Linked DNA regions of Oryza sativa: region 2 is linked to region 1. A link is a contact called in public ChIA-PET data. All regions are on one chromosome and are shown on one strand. Each heading gives the region's core, a stretch centred on a gene start, on an enhancer-like site or on the middle of the called end of the contact. The rest is flanking DNA. Distances are from core to core; before and after follow the strand shown.

Region 1 (6,911 bases), core at 3,109-5,608:
ATTCATAGTACATTGTGATTTTGTACCGATAAACTTTATACAGAAAAAACTTTGTAGATGGGAACATTCTACGTAGAAACATTCCAAACACATACGTTCTACAAATGAATTCAAAACAACATTGAAAACAAAAAAAGAAAAGAAAAGGCACATAAAAACAACTTTATATATAGAAACATTCTACCTAGAAAATATTTGGCATATAAACTTTCTACAAATGAATTTGAAACAAACATTGAAAATCAAAAGGTTAAAAAAGGATAAGGACATAATTCACGTGTGTGCTGTGAGGCTCATCTGACTTAGGAGTAGCGCCACTAGACGATCGACTCCTGCTCCTGCACCTCGCGCCCGAGTGGCCCACATGTTCTCCCCATCCCTAGCCCATGCGATAAAATCACCTAGATCAAAAAGAGAGAGGAAAGGATAGAAGGCTGAAATAGGAAGGATTACGCAGGTTGACAGATTCTTCTCTCACAGGCGGGCATTCAGCGAGTAGCCCTTTGCGTATATATATGTTCAGCGTGTGCCAATCCACTACTTGTTACATACGTCTGGTGTACAGCGCTAGCCTACAAAGTCATGGTTGAGATCATTTGTGTAATTAAGGTTTATAAGCTTCTCACTTTTCGATTGGAAGGTGTGTTTGTCGCACCTGCCATTACTTGGGTGTTTCCTGGAAGTGTGTCAATATTTCGGAATTGTGTGAGGTGGTATATTATCTCCGAGATTCCGACAAACTTTCTTTATTCAGACGTGCAGTGCAGGTTTGGCATACGAGTAGACTTTTACTTTTGTTGAGGTATACAAATAAACTTTTATAAATAAATATGTAATGATCTAGAAATAAATTAAAATACCCCACATAATAATCAAATTAATATTTATCTTAATATCTTTACATTGTCTAACCTTCCTGTGTATCCTATCTTATTGTAAAGTTATAACCCACTAACTCCTAAAGCTTAACATGCAAAGATGCCACATCATCATCCACTAACAACCATTAAATTTAAACTTCATGCAAACATATTATATTATCTATAATTTTATAATTTATTAAATTTTAGAGCTTTTAAAATACAAGCATGTTAAATCATCATCCCACATAATTTATATAATATTTCAATATATTCATTATTTTTTATAATATGCTATGTACCTATATAATTCATCCTCACTTAGTTAATGTTATTTCTCTTTTCTCTCATTAAGTCATATCATATAATTCTTTTTAGTGCCTAAATGATTAATCTATGGTCCAAATTATCTCTCCCTTTTCTTCTCTCATTAATCCATATCACCTCAATTATTTTTAGTCTTTAGATGATTAATCTACGGTCCAAACTATTTCAATACTTTTTTTCTTTCAGAAAGTCATATCAGTTTACTTTTACATTTGAATCATCATTCTATATATCATTTAAATTTAAATTATCATAAGCCACGTTAACTTATATAATCTTATGTTGTGTAGCTATTTTACATATTATTTTTATTTATTATTATCATACTTAAACTCCTGCAGCAACGTGCGGGGTTTCACCTAGTATTTTTAAGTCCACGAACCTATCCGAGAAAATGAGCATTTTTAGCTAGCCTCAATTTTTTTCCTAAACGTGACCTAGAACAGACCTTTTAGGGAAAAATTATTGTAAAACTAAGCAGACAACTTAGCTGGTAGCTTCATAAATAAGGGACCATCCATGAGCAAGTGTGCGGCCAAGATCGATTTCTTGACTATGATAGTTATGCCCTGGAGGAGATATCTCATATATATATATATATATATATATATATATATATATATATATATATATATATATATATATATATATATATATATATATATATATATATATATATATATATATATATATATATATATATATATATATATATATATGTGTGTGTGTGTGTGTGTGTGTGTACGTGCTTTTGGCTTTTGATGTGTAGTAATTACTTGACGCGACTGTTTAACTACCTAGTTATTGAAATCTAGAACAGTCGTCGAGCTATTAATCGTGGCTCACTATCTAGAAAGTGATAGGCTGACTATTTCCTCTGTTTATTTGAAATAATATTTTCACCAAATTTAGCTAAACTGACTTACATATAAAGGCACGAAAATATAACACGATTGCTTCTTTTTTTTTCATAACTCAGGTTAATTCATTCACACAGGTAGCTTGACAGCACAAACCATTCACACAGAGAAACAATACAGTTTAGAATTACTACTCCATCCCATAAAAACTAACTCCTAGCTACGAATAAACATAAGTGTGTTCAGTTTCATAGCTACTATGATTGATTTTTTTTTACGAAGAGGTACTATATAATTGACAGAAAGATTATATTCTGAATTTTTTTACTTCGAGATACCAGTTTACCCTTTGGGCGACCGAGCAAAAATTACTATATCTCGAAGTGACGGCCAACCATCTCGATCATCTCAAAAAAGATATTTTTATTCCCCTACCTTTCATTCATCACCCTAAAAATAAAATAAAATCAACTGTCAAGGCAGTGGAAATTATAAGTAAAAAAAATTAACCCACACGTCGCATCAAGCTTTCATCCACTAGCAAAGCAACTGGATTAACAACTAATCATGTTTACTTTCAAGTCACCGTGTGCCCGGGACCCGGGGTAGATATGACAAAGGTGCCTTTTTGTGGACAAAATAATGCAAGATGCCCCTTGATAAGAATGAATATTGCATTCAAGGACACAACAAGCTATAGCCTATACCTATACTACTTCTACTTTGCAAGATAAGTTGGCAGCCACAAGAAACCAGTTTGTTCTGCAGGCCACATAATTGTGAAGAAAACGATCGAGATGACAAACAAGATAAGCTACATATTTAATTTCCTCAAAAAAGATAAGCTGTGTATTTTGTGTGATTATGAAGGCATAGATGTGCAAGTATTTTGTGTGATTATGAAGGCACACATGTGTTCTATTTTCTCTGTTTCTTTTTATATATTAAAAGCTTTATATATGTATATTTTTTAATAAGCCTCCTGACCATGCTGTGATCTTTTAATTTGCATGTGGTAGTATTAACATTGCTGAAGCCTGAAGCATCCAAAATTGGAAATTGGATGAGGAAGGTTTTATTGTAAAGAATTGGTAGGAATGGTTTAATAAAATTTTAAAAATCGCCAGTCCTTCAGATTGATGTTTTATGTGGAACCGTAACAACCAATGTTGATAAACATGTCAAAAGAAATTTAAAGGGAAGTATTTAAAGCCAGAATTATATCCCTAGACTTGCAACTAATTCCCAAAATGGATTACATAGTGTGCCAACCGTACAATATCTATATTCGAGGAATTGGACATCTTCACACCTATAATTACAAGATCACATACAATTTGCAAACCAACTTAACTATAAAACGAACGTGAAAATTATTTAGCAAATGCAAATGTATATAAGCCATCGCAATTCGCAAATATATTGATAAAACTATCATAAACATGCGCATATAAAATTAGAAAAATGCTAGTAGTATCTACCATGTTGGGAAAAATAACAGAGCTGTTAATTTAAATAAATAACCGGATGCAAAGCTCCTTTTACCGCTCAAAAAGTCTCGCATCTTACCATCAAAACGCGGTTAATTACTACCCCTCTTGTATTGTCAAAGTTAACCCCTTTCCTTTTCGCACTGAGAAAAGAAAAAAAGAATAATAAGAAAAAGAAAAGAAAAGAAAAGAAAAAGGTGATTAAGAAAAAAGAGGAAACATTCACGTTTGCAAGCGGGGGGACGGATGGCGGAAAGTGGTGACGCGACGCAACCCTTTCCTTTTCCTTACCTCAAACCCACACCCTCGCACAAACACCCAAAATAGAAATTCATTTTTTATTACTCTCAAAAAGCATTCACGCTACAGTATTTAATGAATATATTATTTCTGTTTCCAAAATAAAATCATTTTTGCTTCTTTCGTTTGTTCCAAGACAAATTTACTTTTTAAGTAATCATTATATTAGAGTTTGCAAAGGTAGAAAATAAATACATTGGTCAAAATATTTATTTTTGACTTCTCCCGTTTGTCACAAAACAAATTCACTTATGAGTAATTTATCGCAGAGTTTGTGAAATTAGAAAAATAAATACATTAAGAATAGATAAAAAATCAATAATCATATTTATATTTGATTTTGTATTGGTATGCGCGGGATGAATTAAAAAACTTATTTTGTACCAAGGTTGTACTCCACTTTAGAAAAAAAAGTAATAATAGTAGTAACAAATGAAAAAGAAGAGCAAAAAAAATCAAGAAAAGGAAAAAGCAGGTAAAAAAATTATAAATAAAAAATCTCCTCTGCCCCAAGCGGGCAAATGTAACAAACAACAAACAACGCAGGGCTGCGCGAAGACGAAGATTCTATTCGCATTTCGCCTCCTCCTCCTCCTCCTCCTCCTCCTCTCTCCTTCCCTTCCCTTGCGGTGAAGTGGTGTACTACTACTACTACTAGTGCTACTACTCCTCGACTCCTCCTCGTCGTCGTCTTCGTCTCGTTGCCTCCGCCTCTCCATCCCCTTTGCTGCCTCTTCTTGGGTGGGGTTGGGTTGGGTTCTTGGCGGCGGCGAGGGTGGTGTGAATTTTGGGTGGAGGGGTGGTGTTTGATCGATTGATGAGTTGGGGAAGATCAAGATGAGGGCGGATCTTAGCACCATACAGCAGACGCTCACGCCGGAAGCCGCGGCCGCGCTGGCGAGGGCCATGGATGAGGCTGGGCGGCGCCGGCATGGGCAGACCACGCCGCTGCACGTCGCCGCCGCGCTTCTTGCCGCGCCGGCGGGGCTGCTCAGGCAGGCCTGCGCGAGGGCGGCGTCGGCGGCGGGGGTGGGTGGGGGTGGTGGCGCGGCGGCGGGGGCGGGGGCGGGGGCGCACCCGCTGCACTGCCGCGCGCTCGAGCTCTGCTTCTCCGTCGCGCTGGATAGGCTCCCGGCTGCTGCGGCGGCGGCTGCGGCGGCGCATGGGGCGGGGGCGTCGCCGCCCGTGTCGAACGCGCTCGTCGCGGCGCTCAAGCGGGCGCAGGCGCAGCAGCGGCGTGGGTGCCCCGAGGCGGCGCAGCAGCCGCTCCTCGCCGTCAAGGTGGAGCTCGAGCAGCTCGTGCTGTCCATCCTCGACGACCCCTCCGTCAGCCGCGTCATGCGGGAGGCGTCCTTCTCCTCCGCCGCCGTCAAGTCCATCATCGAGCAGTCGCTCTCCGCCCCCTCGCCGTGCCCCTCCGCCGCGGCCTCCACCACGACGGCCGGGCCCGGCCCGCTCTCCCCGTCGCCATCCCCACTCCCGCGCGCCGGCGCGGCCAACGCATACCTCAACCCTCGCCTCGCAGCCGCCGCCGCCGTCGCCAGCGGCGGCGGCGGCGGCGGTGGCGACGATGCGCGCAAGGTGATCGACGTCATGCTCAAGCCGACGCGCCGCAACCCGGTGCTCGTCGGCGACGCCGGCCCGGACGCGGTGCTCAAGGAGGCAATCCGGAGGATCCCGACGGCCGGCTTCCCGGCCCTCGCCGGCGCGAAGGTTCTTCCTCTGGAGGCGGAGCTCGCCAAGCTCGCCGGCGACAAGGCGGCGATGGCGGCGAGGATCGGGGACCTGGGCGCGGTGGTCGAGAGGCTCCTCGGCGAGCACGGCGGCGTGGTCCTTGACCTCGGCGACCTCAAGTGGCTCGTCGACGGGCCCGCGGCGGCGGCGTCGGAAGGGGGCAAGGCCGCGGTGGCGGAGATGGGGCGCCTTCTCCGTCGATTCGGGCGCGCCGGCGTGTGGGCCGTCTGCACGGCGGCGTGCACCACCTACCTCCGCTGCAAGGTCTACCACCCGGGGATGGAGGCGGAGTGGGACCTCCACGCCGTGCCCATCGCCCGCGGCGGCGCGCCGATCGCCGCCGCCGCCGCCGGCTCAGCTCTCCGGTGCGTCCATCTCTTTCCCCTGCCTGATTCAATCTTGATTTCTTACAAAAAAAATTGTTTGGTGTGAATTTGTTTCACCTGGGAGAAGATTTCATTTGGTGGGGAAATTTTTGCTTTGATTAAGGTTTTTTTTAATTCACTATGATGGTTGAAATCCTGAAAAAGGTAGTAGTTGCTTTTTGTGTAACAACAGTACGCTTCTACTTTTGTGTTCAATCTCATAACTGTAGCTCAATTCCTGTCAATTTGATGAATTATTATTGGATTGTGTAGGCCTGGAGGCAGTGGAATTCTCAACAGCTCGATGGGGATGCTATCACCTGCACTTCGGCCTATGCCAGTGACACCAACGGCGCTCCGGTGGCCGCCTCCGGGGAGCGACCAGTCTCCGGCAGCAAAGCCGGCCATGTGCTTGCTTTGCAAGGGTAGCTATGAGCGCGAGCTCGCTAAGCTTGAGGCCGAGCAGACGGATAAGCCGGCGTCCCGCCCTGAGGCTGCCAAGCCTGGATTGCCACACTGGCTGCAGCTCAGCAATGATCAAAATAAGGTATGTGTTTTTCCCCTGTCGAAATCTTGGGTAAACATCAAGCTCTCTTCTACCGGAATCGCCATTAATATATGGTGTTTTTTGTTTCTTTATTACAGGCCAAGGAGCAAGAGCTGAAACTTAAGAGGAGCAAAGATGAGCTTGAGAGGAAATGGCGCGAGACGTGTGCCCGAATCCACTCCGCCTGTCCCATGGCACCGGCGCTCTCCGTGCCTCTTGCCACATTCACGCCACGCCCACCCGTCGAGCCCAAATTGGGGGTCGCAAGGGGTGCCGCTGTCCCCACTCTTAAGATGAATCCCAGTTGGGAGAAGCCCTCGGTTGCGCCGACCCTTGAGCTCCGTAAGAGCCCTCCTGCCAGCCCAGTGAAAACTGACCTTGTGCTCTGTCGCTTGGACCCGGGCACGAATCCTGCTGTGGAGAATGAG
Region 2 (6,510 bases), core at 1,161-3,660, 58 kb before region 1:
CAGAATCTGGGTAAAAAGCTGGACTGTTTGGGGGAGCTTTTGGCAGCTGGAGATTCTAGGAGAAGCTACAGCTGTTAGAAACTTCTCCAAACAGGCCCATAATATGAAACGGTGAGAGTAGTAAGAATTCGAACTTATCTGTGCCAACAATATGCTATACTAACTTATCTTAGATTAAAAAAAATAACTGAAATCACTAAAATAAAGGAAAAAGTCTGAATTACACCCCTCATGTTGGAGTACGAATTACCTCCAAACCCAAAAACTATACATCTTTCACCCTCAACTAGTAATACCGTGTGAAAAACCCTCTAACCCAATCTAGAATTGTTCTGGTTCTACATGATAATCTAATCAGTATTTTTTTAAATAAATCAATGGGACCCACCTGTCAAATTCTCTCCCTCACAGCACCCCTTCTCTCACTTCTCCCTCCCCTAGATAAACAGCACGACTTGCTCGGTGCCCGCATGCGCACGCACGTGGCCAACGTCGGAGCTTGCGCAGAGGTGGCTGCAGTGGCGGCAAAGTCGGACATTCCGCATAGGCGATGACAAGGCGGAGGCGAAGGCTACTAGGGACGGCGAGCGGCGGAGGCTGCTCCTCCTTGGGCTCCATCAGGGCACCTCCTGCATGGTTGCGCCAAATCTCCTCGACCTCCACCAGTGCACGCCTCCTCCTCGGCCTCCGCTGGCGTGCATACCCACACCCTGCATCTCCACTCCACGTGGTGCGCACCTCCTCTGGTCGTCCTGTTCTCCATCCCGGCGTTCGCATTCTCGTTGTTGCGGTTGTCGTCATCCCTACTCCCCCACACACTTTGCGCTTGTTGACGCCGTCACTAGCGAGGTCGTCGCGGGTGTGTGCACTCGTCGGTGTCTTATGCTCCCGTGTCGGGTTGCACCACGGCGACGTGGCGTTCATGCTCATGCGAACTCCGATGTCGGCCGTCCGCACTATGGGATGGAGAAGAGAGAGGAGCGAGAGGGAAAGAATTTGGATGCTATGCATCGAGTGTTTTTCTTTTAAAAAATATTGACTTGACTACTATGTACAACCAAAACTGCTTGCAAAGCTACTCGCTCGGGGTTTTTTTCATCATGTATTAACAGTTGAAAGTGATAGATGTTTGGTTTTCTTTTTAGGGGATAATTCGTACTCACCCAATAGTTAAGGGGGTAATTCAGACTTTCTTTACTAAAATTAATTTTGCATCATGATTTATGTTTAATCTTCATCTGTCTTGGCAATGGCTAATTTAAGGATGAAGCCAATTTTCAATTAAACATGTCATGTACCTATTTTGTTCAACGCATTGCCACGTGCATGTAGAAGCCGGCCGGCAGGCGGTAGCTAGAGCAAAAGGTGCAACTTGCAAGAGTCAACCATATATGGATTGATGGATTAAAAAAAATGTACCACTAGAGATTTGAGAAGAGAGGATGCATGCATGCATGTTGGTGTTGCTTGTCAACTTGGTGTCCTCAACAAACTGAAACAGTAGATCGACATCGAACCATCGAAAAGTTGCCAAATTATTTAGTGGCTGGCATGACCAAAAAGGTGGCCACCTTTCCGTGTCGTAAAGCAGCCGCGTGCATGCATTAGATTTCTTAATTTTAAATTTGTACATGTTAATTATACATATACTCACTCTATTTTATACCCCATTCATCCCAATTTAATCACCCCTAAACAAAGAGCACCAAGATTAAAAATACCAAAATATTTATCATTCTGAAATTAATCTTTATCGATTAAGATGCTACGTTCGTTTGGTGTCCAACAAAAAATAATTCACACTTTAAATGTTACATGGATTGAACCAATAGAAAATAATCTTGATTGGTTGCATGCACGCATGCGTGCAAGGTATTTCACGGCGCACATTGGCTGTGTTCACTTGAGCTACATATTGCAGCTGTTAGGCTGCTGTTGACTTTATCATCAGTACTAGAAGCATGAAATTTACTGCGAGTGCCGCAGCTGCTACGCTGTGCAGCCACAGCCATCTCATACGAACACAACCGTTAACTATTTGCACAAATAGACGAATAGGCACTTTGTTATATAATGATCATTTTGATAAACCTAAAAACTCTTAGGTGGTGATCAAATTAGAATAGAGAAAGTAATATAGGCCGCATTTTTGTTTTGTTAAAATAAGGTTTTAACTAACAATTATTTCTCTAATATTATCTGTGTGATACAAAAGTATAATCATAAAAAAAATAGAGAAAAACACAAATCCCACTGATACATAAAAAAAGGAAAAACAAAAGAAAATAAAAGGAAGGAAAGTCAGACGGTTTGCATCTCGGAAAGCAGGCAGGGAAAAGGGGAGGGGGGAGTGAGAGTGAGGACAAACGGGTGATTTTACAAGGGAAACAAAAAGTGACACGGTATGGCTGAGCAAAGCGAGCGCATACGTCGTCCATCGACCACGCACGCACATCTGATGGATGCTCTCAGGTCTAATCAATTCGTTTCACACGCCTGCATATAAAAGAAGTCAGCCGATCGAGCCGGCCGGCCAACGAATTCCGCCGCGTACGTCACCGCCTTTATAGCTCTCGTTCGGCGACCGACTCCGCCCGCGGCCCCCGTGTGTACGATATGTATGCCACCTAGTTAATCATCAACAAACGCTTTCTAATGAAAAAACCATTGAGCATTTGGTTCTTGCATGGGAAAAATCCTAATGCACGTATATTACATTACATAATACTCCCACCGTCCCTAAATATTTGATGCCGTTGATTTTTTTAAACATGTTTGACCGTTCGTCTTATTTAAAAAATTTAAGTAATTATTAATTCTTTTCCTATCATTTGATTCATTGTTAAATATATTTTTATGTATATATATAGTTTTACATAATTCATAAAAGTTTTAGAATAAGACGAACGGTCAAACATATTTAAAAAAGTCAACGGCGTCAAATATTTAGGGACGGAGGAGGGAGTATGTGAAATCTGTGAATTTATCTCACTCAGGGTTTTCAATTTCGTTTTTGTTCAAAATTTCGGGATTTCAGTGGCACCACACCGAAATTTTTGGAAATTTTCATACTTCTTTCACAAAATTATTTGAAAAGTTAATGAAATTTAAATAAACTTTGACCAAATTTATAAAGAAAGGGAAATTTGAGCCAGTATATTTGCTTACTGGAGGGGGGAGGGCGAAATTTTGAACTGAAATTGCAAAAAACGTTAATATTAAGAAATGACCTAATATCAAATAATTAGAAGGGGTGAGGCTTCAAACCCAGTTTATCTAACCCACCCCCTCGTGGAGCTAGCTGGAAGACCCCTCGGTGTTTCTCGAACTGAAATTGTAAACATGATATGTCTAGACAACCCTGAATTTATCCGTAATTTTAACTGTTTTTTTTCTAAAAAATATACCAACATATACAATAACAAATAAATATATTATCAAGACATACTTTATGGTGGATCTGATGTTAATGTTGCATACGCTAGCTCGTTTTTCTACAAACTCGGTTCAAACTTAAAAAAGTTTGACTAGCTTGTGAAAAAAACAAGATAACCATATGAGATGGACGTATGATAAAAATATATTTGCCCATATGAACGGAGGTGTACTTGTTAAGTTTACTTATGAATATATTTAATTTATATATTTTTATCTTGTACATAATTCGCTATTATTATTATTATTATTATTATTATTATTATTATTATTATTATTATTATTGTAACAATTAATCTGTTTTAAACTGGCTTTTTGGAAGGAAGTACGTAGTCGTTTAGGACAATATTTAAGTCAAACCTTGAGAATATAAATCATGAATAACTCTCAAGTTGTCTCAAGTTGTTAAGTTTGAAAATATAAAAAAATATATAAATAGATTTACCTTGAAAAATACTTTCATAAAAATATACCTATATTATTTTTTAATAAATATTTTAATAGAAAGAATAAATCAAAAGTATGATTGAAAGACCGTGTCGCTGTACTACACAAATTCCTCTACGAACGAGTACTACTACGGAGGGAGTATGCCAGTACTATCGCAAGATGGTTACATTTTGGGGGATGAGGTGGACGCGCAGAAACCGCGTGCGTGCGTGCGGAGGCGGGCGGAAAAGGCATGCAAGATTCCCAAACTCTCTTAACTGCTATTCAAGAGAAAAGAGTTCTAGAAAGATTCATGGAATTAGAAGACCTTTTTATCTTGGACGAAATGATAAAAGAGAAACCGAATACACATGTACAAAACCCCCCTATAGGAATACGCAAGGAAATAATACAATTGGCCAAAATAGATAATGAGGGTCATCTCCATATCATTTTGCATTTCTCGACAAATATAATCTGTTTGGCTATTCTAAGTGGTTCTTTTTTTCTGGGTAAAGAGGAACTTGTTATTTTGAATTCTTGGGTTCAGGAATTCTTCTATAACTTAAATGACTCAGTAAAAGCTTTTTTTATTCTTTTAGTTACTGATTTTTTTGTTGGATTTCACTCCACCCGCGGTTGGGAACTACTAATTCGTTGGGTCTATAACGATCTTGGATGGGTTCCTAACGAGCTAATTTTCACTATTTTTGTTTGTAGTTTTCCTGTGATTCTAGATACATGTTTGAAATTTTGGGTCTTTTTTTGTTTAAACCGCCTATCTCCTTCGCTTGTAGTCATTTATCATTCAATTAGTGAAGCATAAACTCATTTGATCTCCTGATATTAATCAAAATTAGCATCCTTTTTCCTTTAGAAAGAAAGCCTTTTTCCATTTTAGCAAAATTCTTTTTTTCTATTTCTACCTGCTCAAGGTATTCATCATTCCAGTACAACTGTTGCAGTAGAATGACAACAGATTCGTGTATAGGGAACTAGATTAGCTTAGCTACCTATCTAATTTATTGTAGAAATTCCGGGATCTGTGATTGGACATGGAAAATAGAAATACTTTTTCTTGGGTAAAGGAACAGATGACTCGATCGATTTCTGTATCGATCATGATATACGTAATAACTCGGACATCTATTTCAAATGCATATCCCATTTTTGCGCAGCAAGGTTATGAAAACCCACGAGAAGCAACTGGACGAATTGTATGTGCCAATTGCCATTTAGCGAATAAGCCTGTGGATATTGAAGTTCCCCAAGCAGTGCTTCCCGATACTGTATTTGAAGCAGTTCTTCGAATTCCTTATGATATGCAACTGAAACAAGTTCTTGCTAATGGGAAAAAGGGAGGGTTGAATGTGGGTGCTGTTCTTATTTTGCCCGAGGGATTCGAATTAGCGCCGCCCGACCGTATTTCTCCTGAGTTGAAAGAAAAGATAGGAAATCTCTCTTTTCAGAGTTATCGTCCCAATAAAAAAAATATTCTTGTGATAGGCCCTGTTCCCGGTAAGAAATATAGTGAAATCGTCTTTCCCATTCTTTCCCCCGACCCTGCTATGAAGAAAGACGTTCATTTCTTAAAATATCCCATATATGTGGGGGGAAACCGAGGAAGGGGACAGATCTATCCTGATGGTAGCAAGAGTAACAATACGGTCTATAATGCAACGTCAACAGGTGTAGTAAGAAAAATACTGCGTAAAGAAAAGGGGGGATATGAAATATCCATAGTCGATGCATCGGATGGACGCCAAGTGATTGATCTTATACCTCCCGGTCCAGAACTTCTTGTTTCAGAGGGGGAATCGATCAAGCTTGATCAACCATTAACAAGTAATCCTAATGTGGGAGGGTTTGGTCAGGGGGATGCAGAAATAGTGCTTCAGGATCCATTACGCGTTCAAGGCCTTTTGTTCTTCTTCGCATCCGTTATTTTGGCACAAGTTTTTTTGGTTCTCAAAAAGAAACAGTTTGAAAAGGTTCAATTGTACGAAATGAATTTCTAGGTCCCGGGATTTCTTACCATCAAGTTGGTAAAAAGCCGCGATTTATTGGCGATTGCTAGAATTCTCTATGATCCATTTTGGAAATCTTTTTTTTGTTTAGACTATTTTTTGTTTGCGAGATGTCTTGTCTGCAATTCCTTATTTCTATCATCTCATGCAAAACGAGGAGAATGCAAGGCAAGGGCGAGAACAATAAAAGGAACAAATCCTTTTAGGAGGGATTGCTGGTCTTCTTAATCCTCTATTGGGCACAAGAAAAAGGCTTTTTTGCCTTTTTCTTGTGTCGATTCTTCTTGTATCGAAATATGAATCTTTTTTCTTCCTATTCGGCAAAGATTACTATTTCTTCTTTATTTGGGTCTGTCTCTTGAACCTCTTTTGCTTAGGTTCAGGCGATGTAGTGGACAAAAAGAGGGAAAGAAAATATGGCGTGGGACAAATTTTTTGTGACCAAATAGAATTGCTTGACTTGTTCAATTAAGTTCAATTTAGAACTTACAGAAATTTTGCAAAAAAAACGGATACTCTTCCATTGAAGGCTGTTTTTTATTTTTAGGCTAGTTGAGTAGTTTTAATTAAGGTTTTATTAGTTTATTACTCTAAATTAAATCAATGATTTACAAGAGAC

The links. ChIA-PET counts read pairs in DNA pulled down with a chosen protein or histone mark.
Region 2: a contact with region 1 is called in an H3K4me3 ChIA-PET map of leaf, with 6 times the contacts expected there. The contact joins the enhancer-like site here to the promoter of LOC4345082 in region 1. A contact is called at or near these places in 5 of 15 Hi-C or Micro-C datasets (leaf, leaf mesophyll and an unstated tissue) and 2 of 4 datasets of contacts at active chromatin or transcription factors (both in leaf).

What each region holds. Positions count from the first base shown.
Region 1 is chr8:9,282,015-9,288,925 of ASM3414082v1, reverse strand. LOC4345082 (protein SMAX1-like) reads left to right here and starts at 4,358. Exons shown (of 3, transcript NM_001422513.1): 1 at 4,358-5,936; 2 at 6,210-6,483; 3 at 6,582-6,911. The coding sequence starts at 4,675.
Region 2 is chr8:9,338,476-9,344,985 of ASM3414082v1, reverse strand. No RefSeq gene overlaps it. Among protein-coding and RNA genes, the nearest start is that of TRNAW-CCA, 6.2 kb to the right of the region's middle. Within about 2 kb of position 2,410, at least 13 of the 15 cell types and tissues checked have open chromatin away from gene starts, as enhancers often do. A contact at or near this core is called in leaf, where this site is marked.